2 separate regions of the Mus musculus genome follow, and region 2 is linked to region 1. A link is a contact called in public HiCAR-type data. All regions are on one chromosome and are shown on one strand. The core of a region is the stretch at or near the end of the contact, and the rest is flanking DNA. Distances in the headings are between cores, read along the strand shown. Region 1 holds the start of 3110099E03Rik (RIKEN cDNA 3110099E03 gene). Region 2 overlaps Meis2 (Meis homeobox 2).

Region 1 (5,761 bases), core at 2,543-5,042:
TCCATGAATAAATTAAAACTAAGGCTCAGATGAAAGGAGTTCACGGAGAATTCAAACCAAAGCAGCAAATGGTGTTTCCAATGGCCGCTTCTGCTGGCTTCCATGACCCTTTTGCATCCAACAGCACAGCAATCATTTCCACCAGGAAACTGATTTAGGTACCAAGACCCTGAGCTCTGAACTCCATGGGTCATGTCTAGTTTTGCTGTGCCCTATAGAACATAATCACCATGATGTCTTCCAGGGTGTGACCCACAAATAAAGGATTCACAAATAAAGAAGGCTCTGTTAAATAAATATCATAGAGTTAGTCTTCTCCTCTCTCTGCTGCTCTCATCGTTCTGTCTGCTGGTTCCTCGGAAGCTTTCCTGGCTCCTGGCTCCAACATCTCTATATCTTTCCAGCAGAACCTCTGCTACCAGGCTCCTAGCTTCCTACTAAATTTGCTTCTTGGATCCCAGGCTGAGCCAACCACTTTCTGGTCCCCTAACCCGAACTTGATTCAATTTGCCACCTGGACCAGTGAGGTCCAGCATTGTGTTTCTTCAGACCATAGAACAGGACTGTATTTTTATGCTGTCTCATAAGTACCATATACTTACACTATAGATTTACATGTCCTTCCCAGAAAAGGAAAGAGAGAACACAAAAAGCCATTTATTTACATGACTCTGAGGAATAAGTTGAGGGAGGAAAAAAATGGTCATATCAGAGAGTTTGTATGTCTAATTTTAATACAACTACCCAGAGCACCAAAAACGGTGTCTTAGGGATATTAAGTGTGAACCCAAGTTCATGGGGCATGGTAGAGAATTAACCGTCTGTGACTGCCCACCTTTCAAGGGAAACAAAAGTTTATCCTCTGTACTTAGAGTGGGAGACACCTGAACAAAGCTCTCACCATTAATATGTGAATTCTGGGTACTTTAGGCTAAAGCAAACACTTAATATGAGCAAGATATGTAAAAGTTAGGGATTGCTGATTGAAGAGGCATTTTGATAGTGGTGGACAATATCAGTGTGGTGCCTCAGCAAAGACCTCTGCTTCTTGCATGTGATCGCATGGTAATCTTACCCAACTAGTGTTTTCTTAATGTCCTGGGGAGCCTGATCATTGTAAATTACCTGTGACATCTCATTAATCCTCTTTTTCCTCACAAACGCATAATTAATGGTAACATTGACAATAATACACAAATTAGCTAAGTGACGCTTTATGGTGTTGGTTTTGATTAACGTCAGGAACCCAAAAATGACATTAATGTAATGCAGATCCCAAAAGGCAGTATGCACTTTGACCCTAGACATACATTTCGTTTGCACCATCACCAAGATTAATCCTCCCTCTGGATGAAGACGAGACAAAACTCTGGCCACTGGCAGTGTGTGCCAGGCTGTCGAGAAACAAACCGCCTCAACTGCATTTGTTTAAGAGGGAAATCTTAACGCATAGAAAACAACAGCGGAGTGTCGTTTCCCATTGTCTAGTTAGGACAAAGATAAATGAGGCACTGTCAGCCCGAGATCAACCGCTTCTCCACTAACTTCTATTATTTGCTTATTTGTGAACCAGTGTTTAATTAAAAATATACCTAGATATGTGAACCACATGACAAAGTGATTGAAACCACTTCTATTCCACTATAAAGGAGGTGGTTTTTTTGGTTTGTTTGTTTGTTTGTTTTAATGAGAACTGAGTTGTATATGCATTTCAACCTGCAGAATCTCTCCAGGATTAATTCTTATTAACCACAAGAGGGTGGGGAAAAAAATCAATGACTGAAGAAATACCCGTTGTCTCTGACTTGAGTAGTAAAGAAAGAGCAGAAGAAGGAGTCAGGATGACGTAAAGTTTGCTTTGAAAGTGAGGTATTTTTGCAGATGGGGAGGAATTCTGTGATTTGAATTCAGAGACCCTTTTCCCAGGTTACCCAGGCGGGGCATACCCACACTAAGTCAGTGGAAGAATGACCCTGTTACAGCAGCATCAATCTCTAAGGTCAGGTTTCATCGTGAGATGTTATTATAATCCCGCTTCCCTGGTCGTGATTTTCACAAATCCTTGTTGAGCGCTCAATCTTTTTAACACCCTAAAGAGGTGGCGTATGCTAATTTTTTTAAGATGAAACCTCCTCTTTTCTTCATAACAATTATTTATAGCCGAAACCCCCTAATGGTATATATAGTTTTTTAAAATAATGCAATCGTTCCATTCTTGATTAATTTGACACCTATTCATTTAGGCTATTTTTCAAAGTGTTGCGACTAAACCCCGGCCCTGGCTAATGATCATATTCCGTTTCAATAATGGAGTAGGAAGAAAAGCCATATTTCCATGCTTTGTTCTTTTATTCACATAAATAACTACCATTTGGAGAATGCTTTATGGGCAAAAATATACAACACATAAAGCAATGTTTTAAAATTTGAACTAAATCCACCAGAACTGGAAAGATCACCAAAATTAAAAAAAAACGTTGTTAATCATTTTGATTTTTTTTCAAAATATATTTATGAAACAAAACAAGAATATCCTAAAAGAACATTTTAGTTGCTATAGGCATGCATTTTCAATTATAATACCCTTGATTCCTCCCATCCCCAGTAAGAAAACAGACTGCCTCACAACTGCTTTTCCTAGCAGTTTAATTTTGAAAAATCTCTCATCTGTCCCTGCTTGCAATAGATTGGCCTTATGGCTAGGTTTCTCTCATTTTTTTTCTTTCATATTTTTCAGTTAAAGTTACAAGGAGCAAAATCATCTATTTTCAGAGGATTTTGCATGTTTGCTCATCTAAATATTATTTTTAAATGCAGAGCAGCTTATTTCTCTTACATCAACATATTAAGTGTTAGCTACAGCAACTTGTAGCAACACACACAACCCACTGTAAAGCAGACTGGAGCTAAGGGGGGGGGGATTCCTTCAGAGGTCGTATTTTCACTCTGCCTAACTAAACTATAAATTGAGATTACGACAATAAATTATTTTTATGATCTGGGAAGGAAAAGGTATGGGTTGAGTTTTCAAAGATATTTGGGTTTAATTCATATGTTAAATAGGCCAAGGATAACCAAACGTTAGAAGAAATTCAACCTGGACCTATGCTAAATAGAACCTCAAATTAGGCACTCACCACCAAATTAATTAGTAATTGATAAATTCAGTAGAAATATATCATTTCTTCATACTGCAAAGCCAAATAGTATGATTGAAAACTTAAAATACAAAAAAAAAAAAAAATTTAAACAAACAATCCTGACAATCTTTTAATCAAAGCTATTGTTTACAGCGTGGCTTTAAGGTCCTCGTAGTAACATGTTTAACTCGTTAAAAACACTCATTCAGCTATAAAACTACTTTCTTAGGTCATTTGATTCCTCTATAGCAAGCTGAAACCTCCCCCAAATGCCTCCATTGACATTTTTCCAGCAGTTACAATGGCTCTTAGTCCAAATGTCATTTTCTCGTTTCATCTTCAGTTCTCAAAGAGCAATCTGTGAAGCCATAATTTTACACGAATCCCTTTTCAGGTTTAAATGCAGTACACTAACTTTTAATCAGATCCCCGAGGTGTGGCAAATAAAGAGGCCGCTTGTGGAAAAGTCTGTTTTCCTAAGAGTTTAATCGGATACTTCCACACCACAACATTCTGTAGACATGGTTTTCGCTTTGAAAACATAATCTTATCAGAGGGTAGTTGGTGTAAAATCCTGTCTGTTTTCTTACCTTTGAATGTGAGCTCTATTTATACGGTTCCATAAATGATGTCTACAGCTAAGGCATTTCCTTATTGTAGAGTCTTACTGAGCACAGTTAATATAAAAACACGTAACACTTAGCAGGATGTCAATGTAGTTCCCCGGACAGTCTAACCTTATGAAAGCGTCCCCTTCCCATTGGAGGAAAAGACATGACAGCTGCATCTGAACTTGTCTTTCTGGTATTTTCCTCTGGCTGATTTTTTTTTCCCACAATACACAAAGGAGATGGAGTCTTCATTTGTAACCTCCGGTGAAGGTAGGACAGCCCATGAAGGAAATAGACACCCACCTCTCTCTCTGGATGGAAAAGCTAAAGAAACTTGGTGTCCAAAATGCAAGCACTTAATTCTCCTGACTATATTTTAAAATGCAACTGTAGCTTTTCCATAAATCTGTGTGGTGAAATATTTCATAACATTGCATAAGCTCTTCCATGTTTTTTTTTCCTTCCATGCAAGAATGGTTTGCAGAAAGTCCCAATGTTTCACTTTTTCAGCAAGTTACTTATACTTGGAAGTGACTTTACAATTTGTGGGAAAACAATAGGTACTTAGACATAGCCTACTTACCTGTTGCTCTCTGAAAATTCCCAACCGTGAGAGTGTGATTTTACTTCTGTTTTTAGGACATACCACCAACGAGTAGGGCAGGAGAGGCGGTCATAAACAGACCCTCTGGATCTGCGATTGGGCTCAGAGTTTTCTTGACAAATGGAAACAAACTTTCGAGTCCAAAAGAACATTCTGAAACACACCTCAACTTTGGTTTTTTTGGGGGGTAACGGCCCCGTGGAGACTGTCTTTATGAAGGGTCTTAATGAGTGTTCTGCCTGTATTTTTCTACTAGGGATGTCAAATAAGGTTCAAAAGCGAATGTAAACTGTAATGCAGTGACGCGCACTAAAAATAGCCCTATAAATCTGCTCATTTTGTTTAGATAGTCTCCAGAGTTGTAAAAAGTACGACTGCTCAGTTTTAGTATTGTTTTGGAAGAACTAATTCTGCAGAGAACAGACCACTGGCTATTCTCGATTACTTTGCAGAAGGTTTATTAAGGCTGTCTGTAGCCTTAATTTTTCTTTAAAGGAAACTTTATCCTCTATTTTTTCCCTAACTCTAATGGAATCTTCAATGGAAAAAAAAAAAAGAAAGAAAAGAAAAAATAAAATCCATTTATTCATTAGAATTAAGATTTCTCAGAGTAATTTTATCTAAAATGGAAATTAAATTAATTAAAATTCCAAATGGCATTCTCACCTCCAGGAATCAGTCAAAAATATGTTGCTTCCTAAGGTCCCAGTAATAGTCACAGTATTTACACCTAACTTACCATGAGGTTTTAAAAATAACTCCAGGAGAACATTTTTAGGACATTTACAATCTGAATTAGACAACAACAACAACAATAACAAGAAAAAATGAACAAAAAATCAGGCATTTCTCTGTGAAAAATAGCTACTGTAAATTAGGATGTTTGATGAAGGATGTATTTTTAGAAAACCCTGTAATTTGAATTTGAGAGATGGGTCAGGCTGCAGAGGAGAAGCAGGAGCCCTACAAAGGCTTAGGAAGGGGTTTTGTCTTTTCTCTTGAGAAGAAGTGCAGGAGGCACAAGCCCTTCCTTCCCCCTGTCTCATGATAGGCACAGGATTCCAGAGATTGGTCGGGTGACTTTGCACTTAGGCCAAGATTGATTGCAATCCGGGGCTTTGTTTTGTAATGCCTTATCCCAGCGGAGGCATGCATAAACACACGAAATGACTAAACTGGGCAGCCATCTGACCTTTCAGAAAAGAGGCAGTCTTAAAAACTGCATCAACTTTTCTTTGAAGAAACAAGCTTCATGTCATTGAAGGGAGCCTTGCAGCTTAGCTCCTTCGCTGCCACGCAGCCAGACTACACTGGAATTACCAAGAAATAGGAGGACCTAGGCTTTGCGCCTTCTTCTCCCCTCCCCCGCTCCCAACCCTCTTCCCCCTGAGTTCAGAAAGAAAATA
Region 2 (5,798 bases), core at 1,795-4,294, 430 kb after region 1:
AACATTCTCATAGAGGATTCATCCACAAGTGTTTGGCTTTCATAATGGCCCTACTGTGTGCCCACATAGAAGGAAGTCTTGGAAAGTCAAAAGAGCTAGATAAATCCTCAGTAAGTGAATGACAGCTTTCCAGGGCTTCAGCTGAGGTTGAAGCAGGCGCTTGTTCATTCAGGGTATCTGAACAAAGGTATTTATTTACAATTGCACGTTAGTAGCTACAGCTACCTAGTTGGCAAGAGACCAGCTACAAGGGGTGTGGGAATTTCTGTGCGTTCCTGATTTAGAAGCATGTACTCTAACAGGCTATTAACATAACTGAAAAGTCTGAAATAGAGTTTCCAAGAGGAATTATATATTTCTAGGCCTGTGTTGATGAATGCAAAGGCGGTGAAAGCTGGTAGAACCCCTGCAGGAGCATATGAGTATCACCCCAAGGCCATAAGACTTTCCATTATTTAACACCGTAGCAGATAAACAGTTGACTATCAAGTGTCGATACTATTTGGAAACACTCAAGCAACTCAGGAAACACATGTGCTCTGTGTCGTCAGGTCACGCTCAGGTGGCATTGTGGGAAAGTTTTTGGAAAACACTGGTAGAAATAGATTGGAAGGCGGGATACGGTACACATAAATCTGTTAACAGTTGCATTTATAGTTCTTGCTGCTCTCATTTCCCAGGCACCTTTCTAATATTAGATGTGGACACTCGGAGAGCCCAGGGCTCATCTCCATTGTCTCATGCCCCTCCGCAGAGGAAGGGACCTGGAGACAGGAAACATTTGCAGCTCGCTACTTGTTTGTCATCCAGAATGACATGAGGACATTTAAGTTCTGAGTTCTCTCTATGCTGCAAAAATCTATGATGGCAACCATTTTCTAGAAATTACTACTACTACTACTACTACTACTACTACTACTACTACTACTACACCTGTTAGCAAATCCTCAACCTTATTTCTAATGTAAATGTAGGTTAGAGAGAATGTTCATGGTACGGAATCTGTTTATGATACCTATTATAGCGAAATGCACAGCCACTGAAGTTTTGTGCCAACTCAAGACAAGCAAGGGTAATTGTCAGAATAAAATAATGGTGATCTTAGTAAGGCCTGGTTGGTTATGAAGTCTACAGTTGGCATCAAAATACAATGGATTTATGTGCTCGCTCTCTCTCTCTCTGTCTCGCTCTGTCTGTCTCGCTCTCTGTCTGTCTCTCTGTCTGTCTCTCTCTCTCTCTCTCTCTCTCTCTCTGTGTGTTCCTGTAAAACTGTATTTGCAGCACTGGGACTACAGATGTGTGTGCTAAAATCTAAAATATGGGATCCAGCTTTACACACTCTCCCAGGATCTGAGCTGACTTCTGTATGCTTGTGAAGCTTATGTATGCTTCCAAGCTAAGCCAGGCATGTTTGTTTTAGTTTTACCTAAGAAAAATGATTTAGTAGTTTGAATAATCCTCTCTATCAAGAACATCCATGACTTGGATACACCTACTCATATCTTCCACAACTGGGCTACAACTAACAGTAAAACTGCTGAAGAATTTAAGAGCTGTAATTTTAGGATGTCCATGGGACCCCTAAGCATCATCACCAATATGGCAGTTCATCTAAATTCTTGAAAATTGTATGTACTTCCAAAGTTGGAAACAAAGCTTGAAGAAACTTGAACAATGACAAAAATTCCAGCAAGCACATCTTGCCTCTAACCCAGGCAACGCTTATGCCAGAAAGCTGGAGAGCTGGAAGCTTCTGTGGCTAATGTCTCCAACATGCTGTGCTAATGACCAGGAGACTAACTAGTCATTCAAGTGGGAAAAAGGATTGGCAAGCCCTGGGAAAAAGGCACTCACAGTTGTTCCTGTAGGAAAATTAAAAAAAAAATCTGAAAACCTATAAAGAAACTCAGGCCATATCTTATGAGGGGATGAACATTTAAAAAATTAAGAGATAAAGCAAACCTATATGCACTAGAATAATATACATGCAAATCTCTGGAGAAACTCTATTATATCACCATTAATGCCGAGACGGCAATCAAGCCAGGCTCATTTCAATAGATTCCAAGTTTTGAACAGTTTCTAGGCTATCCAAGTGGGAATTTGGCCAGGATACTGGGGTTAATAATTCATTTTGAGGAGGGCTAATTCTTTGGGACGCAGCCCACTCCACAGGAGAAACATTGGCCCATGTGAGCAAATCCACTTTTCAAGATCACCCTCAATTAGTTCCACAAGGAGGGAGGAGGGGCAGCAGATTCACCTCTTTAGACAAAAATATTGATCATATTCTTAAGGAAACACATTAATGTCATGGAATGTCTCAAAGCATTCACATCTGATTTCTCGACTTGTAATTTTTAAAAAAAAAAAAACTTTTTTGTTGTTGTTTGTGTGTGCTTGAACTGACTCTTGGTCTAGGCTGGACAAGAATTCACCATATAGCCCAGGTTAGCTCTGAACAAATGGTGACCTTCCTTCTTTGGTCTCCCACATGCTGAAATGACAAGCGTAAACCACCATGTTCGTTACGACACCTGCATTTTTAAAGAAAAATATTTCTACTAACTTGCAATTGCCTAGATCTTGGTGTAAAGTCTCAAAAAGTACTGCATCTAATAGTGCTCTGAAAATAGAGAGACCTGGGTTTCTTCCTGGCCCTGGGGAGGACTTGTCTGTGAACTGAAGAAGCTCTTGGATCCCTCTAAAACGTGAGTTTCCCACCGGGCTGATGCAGTATAAACTAGCCATTTATTAGCAGTCTCTGAGTGTCAGGCAGTACTCCAGGAGACATGCGTCCTTGACCTCCTGGATCTTAGATCCCAGCCAGGGACATAAGCAGCAAGCTAAAAACAGAGAATATAGTCTATATGGCGTCAGGGACTTTTATGAAGAAAAACAGGCATTCTACTGAGAAAGTGACTGGGGGATGCTGCTGTTTTATAGAGGGTGGGACAAGGAGACCGCTTTGAGAAGGTGACATTTGAGCAGACTCAAGTGGAGTCAGAGCCAGCTGGGAGGCAGCAATGGCAAGGAGCCCGGAGTCCTGCCTGAGTGAGACAAGGGCTAAGAAGGATGGAGCTGCAGAGTTGCTGGCACCAGATCACCCTGAGCCTTGTGGGTCATGCTAAAAGGCTCAGGCACTGACATGGCGCCTGACACACAGTAATTAATCGCATAACAAATAGTGGCTATTTATTTATTCATAGTGGGCAAATATCGTCATAAACCAGAATCATCCATCATCCCCATTGCGCTGGTACATAGCTGGAGTTCTCTGCATCAGCCCTAGGATCCTAACATAGCTTAACACATTTGAAATGCTCACGAATATCACCAGCAAGTGTTTTCTGTGGTATGTGATTATTCAGCCTGTTATTTTTTTTTTCTATCACTGATGAGTTCTTTAAAGAGATTTTAGTTGAAAAAAGTGAGAGTACTAAAAGGTTATTTAGCTGGGGCCTGTGAAGGGGGAGAAATGAATTAGTCAAGTTCTTTGCATTTTCTCTTTACATTTTCTCAAGGACACCTGAAGAACCCTTGTTAACTCTTCATACCTCTAGACCGAGTATAACCGGACTATAGTAATCACTATGAGCAGCTCCTCAAGACACCAGTGAATGATCCATTCTCTTCCCAAAGCCTGTGTGTCTCCCTGTCACCAATAAAATGGAGTCTTGGCCTTCATCCTAAGGCTTTTCACAAGCTGGCCCCAAGTGATATTTCCAAATGTAACATACCCTGACTTGGCAAGGAATGTAAAATCCTAATCAAAGCACATTCTTTCTTTGTGCATACGATCCCACTATGGTCACCTGCAACAACACGCTGCCAACTGGGAGGTATTTCCAGTGCTTCCCATTATTTTGGGTACCCCCCACCTGTTTTTTTTCGTACACATGGAAGACAATGCCCCCCCCCCCGATTTCTAAGGTTGTTGTCCCCACAAATTGGCATTTCCCAATGAATCGTTACGATAGACTGGTATATGTGATTTGGGGCTGATATGAAAGCTCTGGTTAACTCTCCTCAGGCGCCATCTTGGGGATTCTTGTTTAGGTAGGTGCCTATCTGTTGGCTTGCATGTGCTCGACAAAGACTCCAAAGGCAGCATCAACTCTCTATTGACTTTGGTGTAGAGGGAAAAAACTCTTATTGACTTATGCCACTGAGACTTATGTGGCTGGGGTTTTTTTTCCCCAGAGCATCAGAACCAATCCTATTCTGATTGCCCTACCATTCTTCAAATCAAGCTTCCATGACAAATATTTTGAAGCTGTTTTTCATTTCTCTCTACATTTGGTGGCGGTGGGCACACAATTTCACCCTTTTATGTACACACACACACACACACACACACACACACACACACACACACGCATACTTTAATGACTAAATACTGCTAAAATCCTGTTTTTGCTGTTAGAATCAACTATATTGAGAAAATTTCTAATAGGCTTGGGAGTTGAAAAATGGAAATTGAAATAAATCTCCCAGGTTTGCCCTGCCGATGGCAGCCAAGTTTTCTGTTAATGCAGGAAGTTTCTCAGCCTAAATGGTTGGAGAGGCTGTGTTGAGAGAGGTGTCGCTGCAGAAGAAGAGGGAATACTGAGGATCGGACAGGGCTTTGAGGATACAGCTGGGAATGATGGGAGTCTTTCAAAGCCTGTGTTGCCTGATAGGTTATCTCTTGGTAGCTCTGAAGATCTTCTAGGAGTTTCATGGTCTTAGAGATGACTGATTCTCTTGAGGAAAGGAGTGGATGTACTTGGTGAAGTTTTGGGTCAGGTTTATTTTTGTTTAAAACAGAGTTACTGAGCCAGGAGGGTGGTGGCGCACGCCTTTGATCCCAGTTCTTGGGAGGCAGAGGCAGGTGGATCTAAGTGAGCTCAAGGCCAACCTAAGTCACAGAACAGCCATGGCTACACAGAGAAATCCTGTCTTGGGGAACAAAGAAACAAACAAACAAACCAACCAAAACAAACCACCCCCCCCCAAACCAAAACAACAACAACAAAACCTCACCAAAAAACAAAAAATAAAACAAAACAAGAAAACAAAAAAATACAAAAACCAGAGTTACTGGTTTAGGAGAAAAAATAGTATCACATTGGGAGGGCATTTATTTCTCCCAGGGAGAAGAGGTTCTATACCACATTCCACCGCAGGGAGGAGGGGTGAAAGAGAGGGATTTTATTCCAACTCCTTCTTTATTCTGCCATGTGCTTCAACCTTAACTGTGGAGTGGAGGGTCCCATTGAGTCAATGGCTGATGATAATGAAAAGTAGTCCTGCTGATAGGAATGTGGAAGGGGCCATGTCTGAGATCAAGGGGAAGATGGGAATAAATATGAACCAAATACATTGTATGCATATGTGAAATTCTTAACTAATAATAGAAATGTCCCCGTTGCTTCTTTCTCCATGTTGAGAGGCAAACTGGCATCAACAGGGATGTGCCACACCACACAGCACAGGCCCTCTAAAAAGTCCTCTTTGTGTGTTAGCTTTTCTCGCTGAAGTCATCTAAAGGCTCTTCCATGAAGGCATCATTTTGGTTTGTAAGGGTTGGGAAAGAAAAAGATCTCATCAGCTACAGTCCTGTTCATTGCATAATATATTTTCTTCTCTTAGCCTGAGCTCAACTACATTTAATTATCTGAATTTTCTCAACATGAAGAAAACAGATCCCAGAAAGGGTGAGAACTGGGGAGGCAATGTGGATAAAAATGAGTTGCACTTTCTCTCCTCCAGTGTGTCTGCTCTGTCATCCACAGCAAGGAGGAGAAACACGGTCC

Evidence for each region. HiCAR-type assays count read pairs that join an accessible place to other places.
Region 2: a contact with region 1 is called in a HiCAR-type map of astrocytes, with 2.6 times the contacts expected there. The contact joins the enhancer-like site here to the promoter of 3110099E03Rik in region 1. A contact is called at or near these places in 1 of 39 promoter capture datasets (neutrophils), 2 of 484 Hi-C or Micro-C datasets (3T3-L1-derived adipocytes and cortical neurons), 1 of 115 datasets of contacts at active chromatin or transcription factors (astrocytes) and 2 of 9 other capture datasets (embryonic tail and embryonic trunk).

Annotation. Positions count from the first base shown.
Region 1 is chr2:115,508,409-115,514,169 of GRCm38.p6, forward strand. It overlaps 3110099E03Rik (RIKEN cDNA 3110099E03 gene), which reads right to left and starts at 3,793. Exons shown (of 3, transcript NR_030712.1): 1 at 3,731-3,793.
Region 2 is chr2:115,936,352-115,942,149 of GRCm38.p6, forward strand. All of the region lies in intron 8 of Meis2 (Meis homeobox 2), which reads right to left. Among named protein-coding and RNA genes, the nearest start is that of Meis2, 130 kb to the right of the region's middle. Within about 2 kb of position 3,045, at least 23 of the 459 cell types and tissues checked have an H3K27ac peak or open chromatin away from gene starts, as enhancers often do. A contact at or near this core is called in astrocytes, where this site is marked.